Regions from separate parts of the Triticum aestivum genome. Here region 1 is linked to region 2. Evidence: chromatin contacts called from public Hi-C data. All regions are on one chromosome and are shown on one strand. The core of a region is the stretch at or near the end of the contact, and the rest is flanking DNA. Distances in the headings are between cores, read along the strand shown.

Region 1 (3,441 bases), core at 681-3,180, 330 kb after region 2:
CCCCGATCGTCAAACCGGGCACGATTCACGCTGTCCTCCAGCTTGCTGTCTCTCACGCCTGGCTAGTTCACCAGCTTGATGTGTCCAATGCTTTCTTGCATGGCCATCTTGATGAGCAAGTGTTTTGTCAGCAACCCACTGGTTTCGACACCGACTATCCGAACCACGTGTGCTTGCTCTGCCGTTCTCTATACGGGTTGAAGCAGGCGCCTTGGGCCTGATACCAGCGGATCGTGGCCTTCCTTCAGCAGCAGGGGTTCCGGTCCACATGGTCTGATGCCTCCCTGTTTGTTTATCACCAGTTCGCCGCCACCGCGTACCATCTCCTGTACGTTGACGACATCATCCTCACTGCGTCCTCGCCAGCGCTACTTCAGCAGATCACAGCTCGCCTCGGCACCGGGTTCGCCCTCAAGGACTTGGGAGTTCTCCACTACTTCCTCGGCATCAAGGTCGTCCACCGTGCCACTGGCTTCTTCCTGCATCAGCAGAAGTATGCCTACGAGCTTCTGGAGTGAGTCGGCATGCTTAACTGCAAGCCTGCTACCACGCCTGTCGATATGAAGGCTAAGGTGTCCGCCGTCGAGGGCTCTCCGATCCGACGCTCCCTTCTACCGCTCCATTGTCGATGCTCTTCAGTACCTCACACTGATGCGTCCGGATATTCAGTATGTTGTCCAGCAGGTGTGCCTTCACATGCATGCTCCTCGTGACACTCATTGGGCTCTAGTGAAACGTATTCTCCGGTATATACGTGGCACCGCGGCTATGGGTCTCACCCTTACGGCATCACCTGACACCAGTCTTGTCGCCTACTCCGACGCCGACTGGGCTGGGTGTCCTGACACTCGGCGTTCCACTTACGGCTACTGCGTCTACCTCGGGCCCTCTCTGATTCGTGGTCGTCTAAACGACAACCCACGGTCTCACGATCGAGCGCCGAGGCTGAGTACAGGGCTGTGGCTAATGCCGTCGTGGAGTGCTCCTCGCTATGGCAGCTACTTCAGGAGTTGCTATGTGAGGTTCCCAAGGCCACGCTTGTCTACTGTGACAACGTCTCTGCGGTCTACCTCGTTGCCAACCCTGTTCATCACCGACGGACGAAACATATTGAGCTCGACATTCACTTCGTCCGGGAGCACGTCGCACTTGGTCGTGTTCGAGTTCTGCATGTGCCCACCGATCAACAGTTCGCTGATGTTATGATGAAGGGACTACCTACCTCGATTTCGAGGGCTTTCGATCCAGTCTTTGTGTCAGCGGCGACGCTTCAACAGCGAGGGGGGGGGGGGTGTTGAACATGTGTACATGTACATAGGTCTGGGTTTTGTATGCCACACCTGCAGTGTCTCTCTCCCTCTGTATGTACTTGTATCTTAGGAGACAAGACACCGGTCGCACCCCTTGTATCTATATATATGTGCCTAGTGCACGATCAATGAGATATCGATGCACCAAATCATTCTCTACAAGTCCCACTGAACAGCTCGGAATTGGACAGCAGATAGGCCCTACATGCAAACATTCTTTCACTCAAAATGCCAAAAGAAATGCTAATCATATGCAGGTATGCACATTTAGATAGAGAAATGCGCACATGACGCAGCATGCGGTGCACGTGGTCCTTGATCATGCGGAAGGCAATCCCAAACCCGCTTTATCCCGCAAGAAAACTCCCAAACCATGATTACGTGGTCCTTAACCAGGGAGGGGCAGCACGGTAACTTCAGCCCCGCAGTCGCGTCGCCGTCAGACCCGTCGTCAGCCGCGGCGGCCACCGCGGGCAGCAAGCGACCAACCACGGGCTCGGGTTGGGTTCCGGGACCCTTCTCTTCCCGGCGCCCGGGTTCCGCGATCCTAACCAGAGTTTAGCGCTAGCGACGACGGGAGCCCCACCTAACCCACAGGCCCAGACCGCCGTCCAAGCCGGGGCAACCGCGTCATTTCCGCACCCTTCGCACAGCGTTCCGCGGCTCCGCTGCCTTTTTCCTCCCCCCTCACTCTCTTCTCCCGAAGCAAATATTCCAATCCGACGGCGCCCTGCCCCGAGCCGAAGAATCCCGTGAAGCCGCCCCCGCCGCCCGGATAAAAATTCCCCCCCATATCCCCCTCGGGAAGCGAGCGATTGGAGCGGGGAGGAGTGAGGACTGAGGTGCGGCGGAAGGGACCAGGCCGGATCATCGCATGGCGGAGATGCACAAGTACGGGCTGTCCAACCAGCCCCCAGGTGCGGATTCGCCTCTTGTGCTACCGCGGCGGTTGATCCGTACGCCCGTCTAGGGATTTCGCGGGGTTTCCCGGTTCGTTGGCGGAAGTTTTCGGTGATTTTGTCAGGGTTTTTGTGGGGCCGTACGGGGAGATTTAGGGCTCCGCCTTCGAGCGATTCCCCTGGGTTGCGAATTTTTGGTGGCCGCTTTGTTTCTATGGGTTTAGAGTTTGGAATTTGTTTCTAGCGCCTTTTGTAGAGTTTAGACTCGCAGTTGATTCGGGGGTTGGATTAGGAAAACCAGGAAAACTAATCGGAGCATGAACGGAACCTAGACGGCATGATACTGTTGATGAAGGCGAGTTTTGAGTAAGTTACTAGTGTTGTTGGTTACTGACTGACTAATGTCGCTGTTAATTCGCAGATATCCCCCAGATACTGCAGGAAGCACAGAATCGATGGCTGCGACCCACTGAAATCTGCCAAATACTGTCGAATTACAAGAAGTTCTCCATTGCGCCCGAGCCGCCAAACAGGCCTCCAAGTATGCCTTCTCCCTATTTGGAATTTCGGACCAACCTCATAGAAAACGTTTATACCACAGTGGCTATTTATGCTTTCTCACCCATTCGGCTTGATGGTGTAGACTTATGTTCTAGGGTTCTGTGCTCGTCAACTCTTTTTCTGTAGCATGGAAGTTGCACGCGGATATTCTAGAAGTCCAACTTATTGAGGTCCTAGGAAGTGCTGTTTTGCTAGGGAATGTTTCAATTTCAGTCAGCAGTTCCAAGGAGTCTAAAAACCTTTTAACACTGGTATTAACATGCTACAGCTCGGAATAATAATCCCCTAAAGGGAATATTCCCCTCATCTCGCATTAAAAATGTTTCTAAGGCTGCCATTGCATCAAATATATAGAGCATGATCCAGGGAGTAACCTTTTAAAGCATCAACCATACGAATTGGCTCCTTTGAGTTTAAAAGATGAGTGATCATGCATCCATTAATCACTAGTCATTTCACAATGGGGATAGACAAATAAATGGCATGTGACCAGGTTGCTTATGGTACTACTTGGATGTTTGAATTATTTTGCGTGCTTATACTGCCATATGAACTCCCTGTTTGTAGAGATAAGTGGCATGCTTATTATTGTTTCTTGGTTTCTTTTTCCTCTGTATCTTGTGTGCTGTATAACCTGTACCTGCTTGATTTGCACCTGGTAAGTACATGTT
Region 2 (3,343 bases), core at 102-2,601:
GAGATCAGCAAATTTTGTAATTAAGACAACACCATAATTGCTCTAGTATTGAGTAACCTAATATTGCACCATACTGATGTAACCTAACACTTTGGGATGATGGTTTATAATCAAAGATAGTTCATGGCATCCAAATGTAGCAAAATCTTCAAAACCGTCGATTCCTTGCCCCTCTAGTACCGAGTAATCTACCGTTGCACTAGACATAGAGTATGTAGTGCCCAACACATCCAACCAAGAAGTTTACATCTTGCAAATGACCGATCCATGTCTAAATATCAAGACACCACATTGGCTAAAAAATAGTTCCGTTCACAAATATAAGACTTTCTAACTTTTTTCTGGATCGGATGCATATAGACACGTATTAGTGTGTTTGTTCACTCATTTCAATTCGTATGTAGTCCATATTGAAATATCCATAACATCTTATATTTGTGAACCGAGGGAGTAAGTGTCAATATCAAGATTTCCTCAATAATCATGCCAGCAGTCAAGGAACACGTTGTATCTTACATCCGCTCAGCATTTGGGCCGTACTTGGCAAACTGCACCATCATCTCCCTCCCATCCACCAACCTCCCTGGAAGATAACCAACAAAATGAAGTTGAATCCAATCCTAAAACATGTATCACAGAAATCCCAAATTCACATGGAGGAGAGGAACCCACCATCCAGGCGATCAACTGCCTTCTGCGCCTCGTCCTCATACTTGTACCTCACGAAGGCAAACCCTCGCGAGTCGCCAGTCCTGCAGAAAATAGATGTGCGAACAACATGAATCAACTCCCAAAACCCTAAAATTGCCGTGTGCAGATGTACAAACAACATGAATCAACTCCCACAGCCCTAAAATTTCCGTGTGCACACTTCGCAGCCCTACAGGACACACACCCAATCTACACACGAACACAGATTAACTGCCGAACCAGCATACGAACGAACCCTACCTGCGGTCCCTAGGGATGTAGATGTCGACGACCTCGCCGTACTTGTCGAAGAGCGGGAAAAGGTCATCGGCGGTGGTACCTGCCAGACACGCACGGGGAGGATTAGGGCGGCCGCCTAATGGAGGCGTACCTCGGGGAGAAGGGAAGAGCGCGGTGGAGATGCGGAGAGGAAACTTACGGAAGGTGATGTTGAGGACGAGGAGGGAGTAGGTGTCGCGGATCGGCGGCGGGCCGGAGCGCCCGAAGCGAGACATCTCGCCGGAGCCGGAGCAGGAGGCGGCGCGGGGGGCGGAGCGGCGGTTGAGGAGAGGAGAGGCGAGGCGAGCGGATTGGGGGAAAGTACGAGCGACGAGATGTGGGGGGAACGCGAGGCTGTGGGTCGGGTGGACACAAGAAGTTGCCGATCCTTCTAGGGCTCGCCACACGCGGCACGCCGGACAGTGTGGGCCTAACCGTTCGACCTGTTTCAAGGGGTTGGGCCTGTTTTCAAGGTGGGCCTAACCGTTCGGCCTGTTCCGTGGTATCATACACCAGGCCGACCCGATCCTGCCTCTATTTATTTTTCGTAGCTGAATTTCTCCATGTACATTCTTTTACCTTTCGGGCTTTTCTCATACAAGCGTTCACAACTCTAGCAGTCTTATCCGCTTTTTCAAAAAGAAAGCCTACGGGCACTTTTATTTATAGCATGGCAGAGTTACATCATGAAGTACAAGAGATAATAAGAATTCACGAGTAACATCCACCCAAACTTAGCTACATTAACAGCACAAATAATTCCAAATCGTGCCAACGCCGTTCCGCCAGGATCGCATCAGGCGATTGGAGGAGGCGACCGGGATCCCTTGCGCGCCGCCGGTGACGCCGCCGGTTCCCTCTCTCTCCGTCGGCCGCTCCGGTGGCGGGAGGGAGGGGGAACCCCGGGTCTGTTCTTTAGGTGGGCGTGTGGTAGGGTTAGGGTTGAGGGAGACGCTGCCGAGGCCGTTGCGGTGGTGTCGCATTGGAATAAGTTTCTCCGGGCTTCGTTCACGGCCAGGCGAGGCTTTTGCCTTCGTCTAGGAGCCAGCGGTGTTGGGGATACCCGGATCTTGTCGAGGTCGCGGGCTATGGTGGTTGGAGGTCCATTGGCACTGGCCGTTTGGATCCTCAGATGGGCGATGGATGCAGGGAGACGAAGACCTTTCTTCTTCCTTATTGGTATGATTTGTTGCTGCTGTTCTTCTCCTTCCTCTGCGCTGATGCTGGTGGGAGATCCTGCTTTGTCCGGGCAGATGGCCCGGCCGCGGTGCTGGACCGGTCGAATGACTCGAGTTCTCTTCCTTTCGGAAGGGACACTTTTCGCGGTACTCAAAGCCAAAGATGGCGACGACTATTGCAGGTGTGTTGGATTGATGTCCATGCCCTCTGAGCGATGGTGTCAAGAAAGGAGGGAGCAGTGTGGCGGCAATTATACCGTGGTCGAAGATGATGACCTGTTTGCGACTGGTTGCAGATTCTTCTGCTGCAGGGGTCTTCTCTCAAGATTCAGGGATGATGACACAGGGTTCCGGAGATCTTCTTGTGTTATGGTTGTCTTAAGGTACTCTAGGTGTTCATGGTCCTTTATGTTTGCGTTTCAGTGTGTTTGTAAGAGTCAACTACTTTGTACTGATTCGTAATTTGAATGAAGAATTTCTCAAAAAAAAAAACTTAGCTACATTTAGAATCCTAGCCAAGAAATGTGTCAGCCCATTCACTTCCCTGAAACAAAAACTGAACGATATAGATGTACACCATGAGCCAAGTAAAGCAGTATGCAAGTAAGGCTGAGTTAGGTCCTCGAATATCCATATTATCATTGCAAGCCTTCATCAATTCCAAACAGTCAGATTCAACTTTGACTCTTGAGCATCCAATCTCAGGGATCATTTGGAGCCCTCGTCTTAATGCTAGTGTCTTAACAGCCTATGCATTATGTGCATGATCAAATATCTCAGAGGCTCCCGCTATCGCTTATCCTCTGCAGTCTTATCCTAATTTCAAAACGTATCCACTATCTTACACACCTAAACTAAAACCACGTTCTCCACTATCTCGATTAATGCCACATTTCTTTTTGCCGATTCATCCAAACGCTTGCTCAAACAAGTGAAATTAATTTAAGACATATCGAAACAAACATAAATAATTCAAATGCACCACATCATAATTCAACTAGAAGGATAAATAAAGTTCATCCAACCTAACAAACAATTGAACTTAGAACAAAAAAATCAAACGCACGGTGGATCAAAAGTCGTCGTAGTTCACAATGGCCTCATGCACTCATGCTGCCGCCACCACCATCACCATTGTCGCCGCCATCAAATTTAGCCAAGGTGTCCTCATCAGTATACTCCCAATACTGTTTTGC

The links. A called contact is a pair of places that touch in the nucleus more often than the background predicts.
Region 1: a Hi-C map of leaf shows a contact between it and region 2, with 7 times the contacts expected there. The contact joins the promoter of LOC123044154 here to the promoter of LOC123044152 in region 2. A contact is called at or near these places in 2 of 5 Hi-C or Micro-C datasets (both in leaf).

The regions. Positions count from the first base shown.
Region 1 is chr2B:172,376,648-172,380,088 of IWGSC CS RefSeq v2.1, forward strand. LOC123044154 (calmodulin-binding transcription activator 2) reads left to right here and starts at 1,931. Exons shown (of 13, transcript XM_044466807.1): 1 at 1,931-2,227; 2 at 2,631-2,750. The coding sequence starts at 2,185.
Region 2 is chr2B:172,051,556-172,054,898 of IWGSC CS RefSeq v2.1, forward strand. It overlaps LOC123044152 (serine/arginine-rich splicing factor SC35), which reads right to left and starts at 1,352. Exons shown (of 9, transcript XM_044466804.1): 1 at 1,130-1,352; 2 at 952-1,030; 3 at 673-752; 4 at 517-583. The coding sequence starts at 1,205.